Linked DNA regions of Mus musculus: region 1 is linked to region 2. The links are chromatin contacts, called in public Hi-C maps. All regions are on one chromosome and are shown on one strand. The core of a region is the stretch at or near the end of the contact, and the rest is flanking DNA. Distances in the headings are between cores, read along the strand shown.

What was found. Hi-C and Micro-C count contacts between places; a contact is called where the count stands out from the background.
Region 1: a contact with region 2 is called in a Hi-C map of nephron progenitors, with 4 times the contacts expected there. The contact joins two enhancer-like sites. A contact is called at or near these places in 3 of 15 datasets of contacts at CTCF or cohesin (the NIH/3T3 cell line, large pre-B cells and pro-B cells), 22 of 484 Hi-C or Micro-C datasets (bone marrow-derived macrophages, cerebral cortex, embryonic stem cells and 4 more), 2 of 115 datasets of contacts at active chromatin or transcription factors (embryonic stem cells and large pre-B cells) and 3 of 9 other capture datasets (embryonic stem cells, embryonic tail and embryonic trunk).

What each region holds. Positions count from the first base shown.
Region 1 is chr13:45,465,143-45,471,946 of GRCm38.p6, forward strand. No RefSeq gene overlaps it. Among named protein-coding and RNA genes, the nearest start is that of Gmpr, 39 kb to the right of the region's middle. Within about 2 kb of position 4,544, at least 100 of the 459 cell types and tissues checked have an H3K27ac peak or open chromatin away from gene starts, as enhancers often do. A contact at or near this core is called in muscle stem cells and nephron progenitors, where this site is marked.
Region 2 is chr13:45,239,235-45,245,840 of GRCm38.p6, forward strand. No RefSeq gene overlaps it. Among named protein-coding and RNA genes, the nearest start is that of Gm34466, 25 kb to the right of the region's middle. Within about 2 kb of position 3,212, at least 12 of the 459 cell types and tissues checked have an H3K27ac peak or open chromatin away from gene starts, as enhancers often do. A contact at or near this core is called in muscle stem cells and nephron progenitors, where this site is marked.

The DNA of each region.
Region 1 (6,804 bases), core at 3,294-5,793, 230 kb after region 2:
ACATATTAAGTTTCAGAACAACCAGGACTGTAACACAGAGAGACTGTCTCAAACACACACACACACACACACACACACACACACACACACGCGCACGCGCGCGTGTGTGTGTGTGTGTGTGTGTGTGTATGTATTTATGTATATGTATGTGTGTGTGTATATATATATATATATATACATATATATATATATATATATATATATGGATGGACATGCAGTTTGGAGGAGGTGGGTGGGTCAACTAGAGGGAATTGAATCAGGTAGTGGGTGGATGTACATTGCACGAATGTATGAAACTTTGGGTGCGGGTATAGCACTGCCTTCTGTATGGCTTTTCCCAGTAAAGCTATAGGAGACACCCCCCCCCCCAAGAGAGGCCCAAGACACCCCAGCCAGGGAACAAACAACACAGAAGGAAAGCCCTCCTACAAAATCCAGATTCGACTTTAACCACACCTTGTTCTCTTACGATGAGCTAATAGCATTCAGACATGACTAGCGTGTGGCAAGATGGTTTTAATTCTTGTTTTCTACTCTCTTCTGAGCATTAACAGTCAGGAAACCTTTAAACAGGAGAACAGGCCCAAAGCCAGCGAATCCTTGGACTGGATAATCCACCTATGAATAACTAGCCCTACCCCACCCCATTACCAGGAGCCAAGAACAAGTCCCCACCAAAAAACCTCTCCCTGCTGGAGACCTTGGGGCTCCGTCAGCATGCCAGCTGGTATTCAAGGCCAGACAAACAACTCTCCATCAGCTCAGACATGTCTGTCCTCACGAAGAGCGAACCTTCTCGGCTTGCATGTGAACGCATGGGCTTGCATGTGAACGCATCCTACTGGCTTGAAGTTTATACAGGCTTGCTCGGCGTCTCTCGGAGTTTGCACCAGTGACCAAGAGATTTTGCTTCTGTTGGCAAAGGCTGGCAGTGACACTAGGAGGCAGGGGCATTTGAAACCACATTTTTTTGGCTCATTAAAGCCATTCTTTCCATGTTGTGCCCGTGCCAGTCAACCTATTCTCAAGGCGTTTTCTCAATGGTGCACTTCAGGGAGGTTGGGCATGGATCTTTCGGGGCACTGGAGCAGGTCCAGAAACTTCATCAAGGCAAGTTTATTCTCGGGCTCTGGCAACCTTTGAATGGCACTTCCCACCTTTGCGGGCTCCCACACAAAGCTCACTCTGCCCAGTTTACCCCTGGACCAAGAAGTTTATTTCATCTTGCTTGACGTCTGGGGTGTCGTGTTTCCACCACACAGCAGTGACCACAAACAAGTGCAAACTCACAGATCTCTTTGGAGGTCTTTCCTACCCGAGATGTTAAGATGTGCCAGAGGCACGGGAATGCTTCGAAGTAACTGGAGAACATGCCAGAGCCGGGACTGTCCTCATTAATTAGAATGGATTATAGAACTTTCCGTGCATGAAAATAAAACAGCTTCTTGAATTGGTAGACAGAAAAAAAGCAGTGGTTTCTCTTCCAGTATACCCTGCCAGTATACCCTGCCAGTATATATGGCTGGTGTGGATGGCATTAAGGTGCTGGAAAGTTGTTCAGTCCTGGCTGCAGTTCTACCTGGGTATGATGTCCAATATTTGAGAAAGACAGTCAGTCAGACAGACAGGCAGACAGATAGACAGATGGACAGACACACTTGTTTTAATTAACTAAACACATCCTTGATTCGTCCCCAGTTCCTAAGAGTTGCTCTGCTCTGCTGAAATATGTCCTGGGAAGTCTGTTTTCTCCTGATTTGGGTGGCACGATGAATGTTAAGCACTAGCTGGCTGGTTCAAGGAGCTGGAACCTCCAACTCAGTGAGGGCTGAACTGAAAACCCAGCTTTCTTGCAGCTGCCATTTGAACGGTCTTCAGTGAGGTAACTAGCAAGCGTGAGGTCAGCATAGTCCGGTTAGAGAGGGAGAGGTTACCCTATAGTTCCAGATGGTAGAATCTTGTATTACAAAAATAAGTTCTGACACATCCACTAAAAACCGTTAAAACTAACAGGTATTTAGCACGGTTGCCGGATAAAAGATCAATCCACAGAAATCAATGTGTTTCTATGCAGTAGCAATGAATACGCTGAAATGACATTAGGGCCTACTGAGATGGCTCAGCAGAAAAAGCAGGAGGGTGGGTGGATTCTAGCACCCACCTGGTGGAAGGAACCGGCTGCCTCTAGTTATCCTCTGATATGTCACTCCTCCAACACACACATCAATGAGTGTAATAAATGTTTTCTAAATAAAATAAAATTAAAATTTGGGAAAGTTATTCTTAAGATAGCACTTAAGAGAAGAAAATACTCAGGGATAAATTAACAAAAAAAGTATACAGCCTATTTTTGAAAGTATAAAAAGTATATAAATGAAGAGCAAGAAGGATAGCTGTTCTGTGCTCATAAACTGATACTTAGTATCAGCAGGCAGCTCTCCAGAACAGCCTTATGGGCCCATCATTGCAATAATCAGTGCCCCAAAGCACCAAGGTGTCCATTCTCTTCTTGACATTTGTTATTATTTGAGAAAAAAAAAAAAACCCTCTAGCCGCCACCCTAATGGGTATGGAATGGTATCTAACTGAGGTTTTGCTGTCCACGCTCTGATGACGAATGATGGTGACATTTTCACAAGTGCTTCCCAGCCACTCACGCATCTTCTGTGTTTTTGCTCATTTCTGTTCTCCATGTTTGGAGTGTTGGATTGCAATAGTTCTTCATGTAGTCGAGATTCAAGTCCCTCATCGGATATTTCCTTTGCCAAGCTTCCTTACCTTATTGGCTTATATTCTCATCTTCTTTGTGGCGTCTGTCTTCATATAGCACCCACTGTGTCATCTACTTACGAGGCAAGGGTTAAATGTGGGAAGTGAGACTCAACCAACTTTGTCATTTTATATATATATATGTGTATGTATATATATATATATATGTATATATATATGATATATATGTATATATTATATATATAAAATCTGTTACATTTGATATTAGTTTTGGATTATTGTCTCAATTTCTGCCAAGATGCCCATTGGGAATTTGATATGAACTACTTTTGACTTTATCTGTCAAATTGTGAATATTTGCATTCTAATTCCTCTTTTAAAAAACTTTGGCCAGGCTCAGTCTAGCATGTGGAGTCATGATGGGGCAGCGATGTTTGCGGGACCCCACACCCAGGGCCCCCAATGAACGTGCACAGTTCAGTCTTTTTCTTGGTTTGCGGAAGACCCCACCTGGTCTTTCCTTGGCATGGCAGAAAGCTTGCCTGTTGGTAAACACAGCTTCACCCTGAGGCCTTGTTCCTAGATGAAACATCTGTAGCATTGGCATGAGGGTGCAGTCTCCAAGGATTAGCTTAGCCTGTGAACACAGAACTCAGTTGAGATGGGCTGGTGAGACGGAGAACCAGAGCATGGGCCCCACCAACCACTCAGGGTACCTCGAAGCCTCCGGCAAAGCCATTGCCAGGAAATGCAAGGTCCTCTTCTAACGTCCAAGGACACCGTGCTTTCTGGTCACACACACAGACACACTGGTACACATAAATAAAATTAAAATAATCCCTGTGTTGTGTTTTTTGTTTATTTTTAAGAATGCATGCAATTACTAGTCTTTTCCTAAGGCACCATATAAAGTGAGGAACTTCTGCTTTTTTGTTTTGTTTTTGCCTGACCTGGAACTTACCTTTGAACTTGTTGGGGGGGGGGTCCTCTGACCTCTGCAGATGGTGGGAGCTTTAACTGAAGAGTGGCAAGTAAGTGTGGGGGTGCAGTATCATGTCTGTGGCTACCGTGTGTCTCTGTTAAGGCAAATTAAGCCAGGTGTGGTGAGCTACAGGCAAGGGGATCAGGAGCCAAGGCCAACCGGGGCTACGCAGTGAAAGCCTATCTCAACATAAACCACCAGCAATAGCAACAACTATGAAAACATTCTTACCGATGCTGAATTTTTGCTCGAAAACTCTGATATGATTTCCATCCCCCTTTGAAATTATTCACCATACCAAACTCATACTTCACAGTAAACAAGTTCTCAGCAGTTATTAGGCCCTCTGGGGAATTCTCACGAAGTGAGGGAGGATAAAAAAAATCTCACGCGATAAGCTTCTTAAATTATACATTTAATATATGTGTGTATAAATTTTAATTGGACAGACTCATACTTTTTAAGAAGACAAATGGCCTTTTACTTTTGACTTAATTTTTTTTTCTTTTTTTTCTCTTTTGATTTGGGAGAGACACCATCTCACTCTACCTCAACCCGACCCTGGTTCCTTCAAAAGTGGATGAGCTCAAAGAGCTCTTGCATGATACTGAAAAATGCCCCAGGGTGGGAAGACTTGGCCACCACGCCACGGGTCAAAGGGGCAGCTGCGCCTTCCAACTGCCTCTGTGTGCTAATGTGCTCTCTGGGCCTGCGCCAGGCTCATAACAACTGCTGCTTGTTTGCAAACTTCTCACCGTTGTCTGTGCCTTTAAATCTCTCCTCGTGTGTAGGAGACCCCATTCTTAGCCATGAAAAGCTGGAGTTGATGTGACGGTTTCTGTTGCTTTGTTCCGCGGGCTAGCAAGCATTCATAGATTGGCCAGCACAGTGCTTACTGGACCTTGCTTCCTGCCTGGTGACCCAGCTCCCCTGAATCTCAAATAAATGTTTCTGTCAGGAGACTGAGCACCCAGCTGTGCAAATTGGTCACAGATGTAATTGCATTTGCCCTCTGCCCTGGAAGAAAACATGCCTGTGGTTGGGGGGTTTAGATGGCTGCAAATGAAACACATTACTCCTGACTTTGGGTAACAGCCGTGACGCCCAAAATAAACTGCCTCAGAGACGCCATGGTGTCACCAGAGATCCTGGATCGTTGCTACCCAGAATCCAAGCTGGTCGACCAAACTGGACTATTTCATTGGCTGGTCAGGCATGGTCACAAAGTAAGCTTTCCCATTGGCTCCTGTAATTCCCAAACTGGACTGCCAGCCCCTTTCGGGCACCCACAGAACCTGTGCAAAGGGCTGCGATGCTGTCCAGATTCCTGGGCCAGCAGGCCAGGGCAGCCACAGGACAACCACACTGCCCTGCCCGCCCTCAGCAGCTGCTAGAATCTAATTAAAATAAACACAGCAGTCTGCCGCAGCACCCCGCCCAGCACCTCAGGGTTAATCTGTCCACACAACTTTTCTGGAGAGTCTGGCACAGAAATTCAACCCCAGAAACCAAGCATTGACTCTAAAGCCAACCAGGATGGGAGGGGTTGTGCCTATCTGAACCTCTCTGGTGGGAAGAGGACAAATACTTGTCTGTCTGTCTCAGAGGATCTTACCTCGGTTTCTCTAAGTAGCTTTGAAGATGCAGATAGGGGGAACCAGGCACCCCGGGCTATGTGTGTTCAGGAGCTGCTGGGTAGCTGCTCTCCCTGAAACCGAAGACTGGCAGAAGTCACTGAGCAAAGATCATGGAACTTTCCAGAGAACTGGCCAAGTGTTATGGGTGCTGAGACAGAACTTGTGACACCTAGCATAAGGGGCTCAGGCCATTTGGTTTTAAGTGCCAATCTACCCTGCTAACTCTGTCTCTTTAAGAGTTACCCAACTATGGTCCCCAAATCCTCGTTCCCCTTCTTCCTCTCCTTCCTTGCATTTCCCCCACTACTCTTTCCTTGTTTTCTTTGTTTTGGTTTGATTGTCTAAGATGGGCTGTCACTATGTAACTCATACTGGCCTAAAAACTCACAGCTATCCTCCTGCCTCAGGCATGCACCACCAAACTGAGAGACAAACCAGTTCCTTCATTTGTAAATGGGAAAACAAAAGTCCATAGTTCATAGCGTTTCAGGGAAACCATGAGGTAACAGTCTTAATTCATATGAAGTGCTTTTAAGACAGCTTGGGAAACAAGAGATGAGGGGCAGGAGGGATGTGGAGAGAAGGGTAAGATGAGGGGCAGGAGGGATCTGCAGAGAAGGGTAAGATGAGGGGCAGGAGGGATTTGGAGAGAAGGGTAAGATGAGGGGCAGGAGGGATCTGGAGAGAAGGGTAAGATGAGGGGCAGGAGGGATCTGGAGAGAAGGGTAAGATGAGGGGCAGGAGGGATCTGGAGAGAAGGGTAAGATGAGGGGCAGGAGGGATCTGGAGAGAAGGGTAAGATGAGGGGCAGGAGGGATCTGGAGAGAAGGGTAAGATGAGGGGCAGGAGGGATCTGGAGAGAAGGGTAAGATGAGGGGCAGGAGGGGTGTGGAGAGAAGGGTAAGATGAGGGGCAGGAGGGGTGTGGGAAGAAGGGTAAGGACAGGAAAACTTTTGCTGAATGGTTTAGCTCAGAGCTAGTGTTCTCTGGGGAAAACCAAACAAAAGGATATATGATAACACATGCAGAGATTTAATTTGAGATACAGGGTTTACACATACATACACACATATACACATGCATACATATACGCATGCATACATACATAATACACAGATATGCACACTAGCATACATAATGCATGCACACATACATACACACATGCATACACGGTTATGCATACAGACAGATACAACATATGCATACACATACATACACACACATACACATGCATACATTCATACATGCATACATATACACATGCATACACACATATGCATACATACAGACACATACATATGCATATATTACAGACACATACACACATGCATACACATACATATCCACACATACACATGTTCATACACATACATATACACACATACACACATGCATACATATACACGCACACACACATATTGGAACACCATTCAACCTTTGTAAAGTAGGGAGAAG
Region 2 (6,606 bases), core at 1,962-4,461:
GAAGCAGCGGCAGCTTGCTTTCCTCTCTGAACAAAGCCTGCGCTTTGTGTGAGCGTCTCCTGAGAGAAATGTGTTTGTACATTAGACTGGTAATTAAAGGCTCCCAATAAACCCGGTCTCATTACTCAGCTTAAGGAGCTGCCTACACGGTGCCTGGCACTAAGTCAAGTGTCTGCTTGTGTAACATTGAGGTTGAGTCTGTGCCGCTGGGGGCAGGGACGGGGGGTGGGGCGTGGCACAGTTGGCTTGTGGGGACATCTGCTTCCAGGTCTTGTATATGGTGGACTGAAGGCACAGGAGCAAGTCTCTACACCTTTCAGGTTTTATTATTCTCTATTCATATAGTTTGATAGGTGGTTAAGACAGAGCCCGGTCCACTGTCTGGTTCACTGACTATGGCTATAGTTAATTGTCAGGAGTTTGAAAAACCACAGTTCCTGGGCAGGTTGCACTCAGTCAGGGAGAAAGCTGCTACCCATCACTCTTATCAGGACGCAGGGTCCATCTGAGCCAAGGTCGGGGAAGGAAAAGGTGATCACCCCAGTTCCTTCTGCCCAGAATTAAATGTGGTTTCTGTTTTACTTATTTCTACAAATAATTCTTTGATTCTTTGTTGTTTTTCTTTTTTCTTTACTGTCTTATCAAGATTAAGGGTAGCCATTGCTACCACCACAACAGCTAATTCTTAGTGATTTTTCTTTTTTTTTATACCAGTTTTCTTTATACCAGAGACTAGTTTAGTTGATCTGAGGGGACAAGTGGAGAAGCCAGATGGGCGTATGAGCCAGAATCTGTTCTGAAAATATTGCATTACAGGAGTTTTCTGCGGGAATTCAGTTTTTGTCAGGTCCTGGTATCTAAAAGCTGATTTTGGAGGTGGAGCAATGGTTTTTACAGAGGACTGAGGTGAGGTCTCAGCGGCTATGTTAGGGCAGTCTGCAACAGCCGCTAATTCCGGTTCCAAGAGATCGGATTCCCTCTTCTGGCCCCCATAGGTATTGCAATCACATGCACAAACACGCGAACTTACACTTATGATTTTAAAAGAAAATCTTCTTTAAAAAAGAAAAACTGATTTCCATTTTCTCTGTTTTAAAAAAATGGTTTTCAAGGCTTTTTGTGATTTTTCTCTTTTCTCACATCATTCTGAAAGCGTGACTAATCATTAACACCAGTGTGTCACAGCAGGTACCAAACCTAACTGGAAACCCGGTGAAACACTCATTTAACTATCTCAACAACCCAACAGAGTGGATGCAGTTGTTTTTTCCTGTTCTCTATAGGAGACTGAGCAGCAGGCTAATAATGATTTGCCGGAGAGCTCAGAGCTGTTAAGAGGTAGGCTAAAGAGCTAACCCAGTGGTCCTGGTCTAAGCCACCCGGTGGACACCACTTTCCTCTTGTTCAGCTTAAACACGACTTGACTTCAGCCATCCCAAAACCTCTTTGCTCTGTGTGAGAATTTGAGACACTCAAAGAGGCCAAGTGGCCTCCTAAGGAAGCCATGGCTTAGACTTCACTGTCCATATTGACAACCTAAGTCCAGAGTAAGAAAACAAAACACAGCATAACATAAGAGGTGCATAGATAGAATTAAATATACTTGACATCATCACTTTGTAATTACATATGCTCATTGGATATATGTATATAATATAATATAATATATATTCCTTCTTTCTTCCTTGAGGCAGAGTCTCACTATTTAGTCTAGGATGACTTCAAACTTAAGATTCTCTTGCCTCAGCCTCTAGGGTGCTGGGACTACAGACATAAGTGACCTCACTGACCTGCTGCTGTTCTTTAAATAACTGTTTTTTGCAGTTAGGTAGACAATAATTAAATTCAATTATTTTTTTCTCCGTAGAAATCTTTATATTTATATATAACCCCGACACTTTCAATTTGCTTAATATTATTTACCAACTGGCCAGCTGTTCTCTGTGCCTTGGAGAATTCTCCTCCAAGGGGTTGGAACCCACTTTTTAAAGGTCTGCCTCTACCTTGGCTGCCCTCTCTGTGCAATCTGTTAGAATTATTTTACAATTAAAGAAGCCCCTGGGAGAGAGAGCTTTGCTTGGGATCTGGAGCCTGGGTCAATGGGCTGAGTTCTGCTATCTATAGCTTATTCTGAACAATAGAATGCAGTGTAGTACTATGCAGATAAATGAGGCAAGTGTCTTACTCTCACCAGTACTGCAATATTTCTGACATTGAAGACAGGTTGCTGAAGCTGAGGCTTTCTACAAGATTCCATGGGAATCTAGATTATGAACGACGATTCATGGAATTATCCCTGGAGACTATCGTCTACCACCTATCTGTTTTGAGAGAGAATCTCAAGTATCCCAGGCTAGCCCCCAATTCAATGTAGCCAAGGATGACCCTGAACTTCGGGTTCCCCCACCTCCAGCTCCCAGGTACACTGCTACACCTGGGTGTTGATGTGGAGGTAGGGCTAGAAGTCATGTTGAACCAGACACTCTACCAACAGGGCTTACACCACATGCTCCCACCCCCACCATTTTGTGGGCGTGGCTGAAGCTTTATTTCTGACCTAATTAGAAGAAGCGTTTTATAAATCTGCATGGACATGGAAGTGGCCAAGGTCTTGTCTTGTCTTTTCTTTTCTTTTCTTTTCTTTTCTTTTCTTTTCTACCTGTTGTCTACCTGCACACCAGAATAACCAATCACACTCACCGAGGTTGCTTATGAAGTGTTCAGGAGATCCGGCCAAGGGCAAAGCCACATGTCACATTGTGCAAAGGCCAGGCATGTTCATATGGTCACACTCAATATGGCTGCTGAAGACACAGTGTCTATGGGGCTTGACATGTCACAATTATTTCATCGGTCCTATGAAAATAATCTTGAAATCACAAGTGCCAGAGGGGAGCCCATTGCGCGAGTGTGTGTGTGTGTGCGCGCACACACACACACACACTCTGACACTCACAAATGTTGTAATAGACACAGAGGTTACCAAATCTCCAGAAAGCACCAGCACACTGTACTACACACAACATTATTTAATCTAAAGCCTGCCAGTTCTTCACCCAGACTACAGGTAATACCTCCCTAGTCCCCACATGCCAAGCCCCGATACCCAGTACCCTGGGAACTCAGAAGCAATTGGTCAGTCTGGGGTGGAGAAAGGTTCTCTTTGTGAGTGACCTTGCAATTCTAATTAGCACTGAACACCCAAACCAAATGTTAACTCACAGACAGAGGGCGGATAAGGTCAGGCTCCAGTAAATCCTGTTGTTTTGTAAGAGATTTGAGAACAGTGGGGGTGAAGATGAAGAGCTCTTTATAAATGAGAAGTTCCAGCCAAGTGCTATCTTCCCACATCCTGAGGGTCCCAAAGGGGCCACCGTACCTCTCCACTGGCTTATAATCCACACAGGAGCCTCTCTGCTGAAGAAGGGAGAGAGTACTGAGTTGATTATTTTATAATTAAAGAAAGCTCTAGGGGAGAGATTTTGCCCAGGAGCACGGCATTGCAAACTGGGTCACCGTGAGCCGGAGTTCCCATACCCGGCAGGTCCAAGTTTCTTCTTTCTTTACTTCCCGGTTGGCTTTTACAGTGAGTTGCTAGCATCTAGAGAAGCACCATAACGCCTCTTGTTTCTCGGCCCATGTTTCGCAGCTCCCGCACTGGCAGGAGAGAGGACCACACACATCCAGGGAAACTTCTGGATGTCTGTGGCTCTCAGTCCCGGAAATCATCCCGGAAGCTCCCCACATCCCAGGTGCCTGGCTCAGGCTACATCCAATTAGATCTGACTCTCTGCCTTCTTAGAGAGAACTGCGGGTGGAGATTTTAAAGTTCAGCCTGGGCTCCTGCTCCCTGGATCTGAAAACCTGGTCCTGACCCTATCATTGCCTGAGAACTTGTTAGAAACGTAAATTCCCAGGCACCACCCTGGGCCCACGGAGTCAGAGAGCATGGATCTACCTAGCCTAGCAATGAGTGATCTTGTTTTGCTTTATTTTTTTATTTATTTTTTATTTTTTGTTTGTCTTGTTTTAAAGTTATTAGTCTTAACAAATCTGAATAATTCTAATATGTCATAGTCTCTGAAACTAATCTAGGAATGGGATGGGGTTGTAAGGGTGTGGGTGTGGAATCGTCTGGCAGTTTCTAATTATTATTATTAAAAAAAAAAAAACCCAACTGACTCTTCACTTGGGCCACCAAATGAAACATGACACAGCCTGTTCTCTCTGCTCCTATTTTTGCATCTGCCTCCTTTACCTGGGATCACCTCCTTACCTCTGCAAGCAGAAACCTTTTTTGTTTCTTATTATTTATTATTTTTAATCCCGTGTATGTGTCCATGTGAGTGCAGATACCCGAACAGGCCAGATTCATTAGATACTACCCTCCCCCAAATCGGGGGCAGCTGTCAGCTGCCTAATGTGGGAGCAGGGATTTGAACTCAGATACTCTGTAAGAGCATCGTGGGGCTTCTGACCACTGAACCATCTCTCCAGCCTCAGGTAGGAATCTTTATCATTCAGGGAGTGGCTCTCTGAAAACTAGTTATACCCTTCTAGGGCAAAGACACAAAGATAAGAGTCATTGAGGCATCTTACTGTCAGATCCTTACAGTGCCCGTTGAATATCCTTCCTCCAGAGGCACAAACCTCCAGTGGTGTCCTAGATGGACGTTCACTCCGGATTCCAGGAACAGCCAAGTCTTATGGGACAGGTCACTTCCTAGACGAGGGCAATTATCTATTACGCCCTGAAGCAGAAGTTTCTGAGGTTCCAGCCACCTCAGGGACGAAGGCATTCCTTTATAGTGACCACTCAGAGTAGATGAAATGAGGCAAACTATTGTATAACTTTATAGCCAGGCATCAGGCCAGCATGGCATGTGTGCTGGTTGAGGGCAGGGAAGGGGTTGCAGTCATCGGGATGGTACAAGCTTGGCGTCTTCTGCATCTTACCTTTCCCTCAGCTATTTACGCTTATTTCTTAACAAAGACTGTGTGTGGTTTGGTCACCCCGTTTCATCGTGGCTTATTTTAAAACTCGTCAGGTACTTGGCAAACTTGGCTGTGAATACTTTTTTTTTTTTTTTTTTACTTTAAAGTTTTAGGTTTCTTGGGGGTGGGGTGGGGGAGGGTAGGTGGACTGGCAGGTATTATCAGGGGCCCAGTGTTGTCCATCTGAAGCTGAACCTCAACATACTTTTGGAAATGGACCATTAGCTTTTATTTCTTACAAGCAATAAGTATTTTTAGCCACCTTGTAGAACTAGACCTGAGGCGAGGATCAAGCAGACCACTTTGAGTGGAACTTTTGAAAGCAAACAAATAAACAAACCAGAACAACCCTGTATTTATGTGTCTGGACCATCTGCATGCTGGTGCCCTTGGAAGCCAGAGAGAGGGTCACCTGATATGGATGCTGAGAACTGAGCTGGGTCCTCTGCAAGACCATCAAGGGGGAGGGGGAGCTAGTGCTCTTAACTACTGAGTCATCTTCCAGCCCCTGACCAGGACTTCTTAATCACACCTGCCTCTTGCCCCACATCCCAGTTCTTCATGTATTTAAATCCGAAGTGTATGTTGTTGTGTTAGAAGCCCAGCTCCAGACAGACCATACCAGACCGAACAGTTCCACGTGAGGTTTATTGTAGGAGAAAAGAGCAGAGATGGTGGTGAAGGAGAAGTGGGAGAAGGGGGGGGAGGGTAGGTCAGAGGGGTCTTCCTTTTATTTGGATTGTGACATAGCCATTTGCAGGTAAAGGTGGGAGGTGAGCCAAGTGGATTCTGGGAATATGGTGGTGGTTGCCTTGGCAACAGATGTGCAGGTCGATGTCACCTAGGTGTGATGTCACTGGGTTCAGAGCCCATCCTGATCCTGATACCAACATCATATATAATGACCAGAAGATGAACTTGGGGCCATTCAAGCCGTTTGCGGGCTCCTTTTACATCCCTTGTCTCTGCTTTCACCACAACTTGTCTCTTTTAGTGTCCTGGGATGGAAGCTTGCCCAGTCCCCTTCCCCCACCTCTCCCCACCCCCACTCCCCTTTCTCTCCCTCTTCCCCTCTCCCCCTCCACACACACACAGACATTAAGTTGCTGGCCTTTTCTTCTAGTTTCATCTAAAGCAGAAAAATCTCAATTCCCACTTCCTGCCTCACCTGGGATACAAACTCAAAAGCCTCCCCTTCTCCCCCCCCCTCCCCCCCCCAGCGTGCAACACACACGGAAATAATTTTATGAAGCGATGAAGGCAAATTACCACTTCCCTGTAATTAGGCCTGTGCTTTGGCATGGTTTGCTGGGGTGAACCTTTCTAGTCTTTACCTATTGTTTCTCTATCTGTTTAGCTTAAAATTGCCAGAAAAAAAAATTATACCCCAACAAGGCTTAATTAGATATTAGGTTGGAGTTCCCTAGAGAACTATGATACTATGGGATGGATGTTTATTATGTTGAAGTGAGAACAGACATCCTAAAATTCCTCTGACTAGATGGAGCTGAAGCAAACACTGGAGGCTGGAGGAGGAAGGCAGAGCTAAGGCTATGGTTGGCAGCAGTTTTCGGCAAGAGAAGGAGAAAGGAAGATGGCCTGCTGACCTCG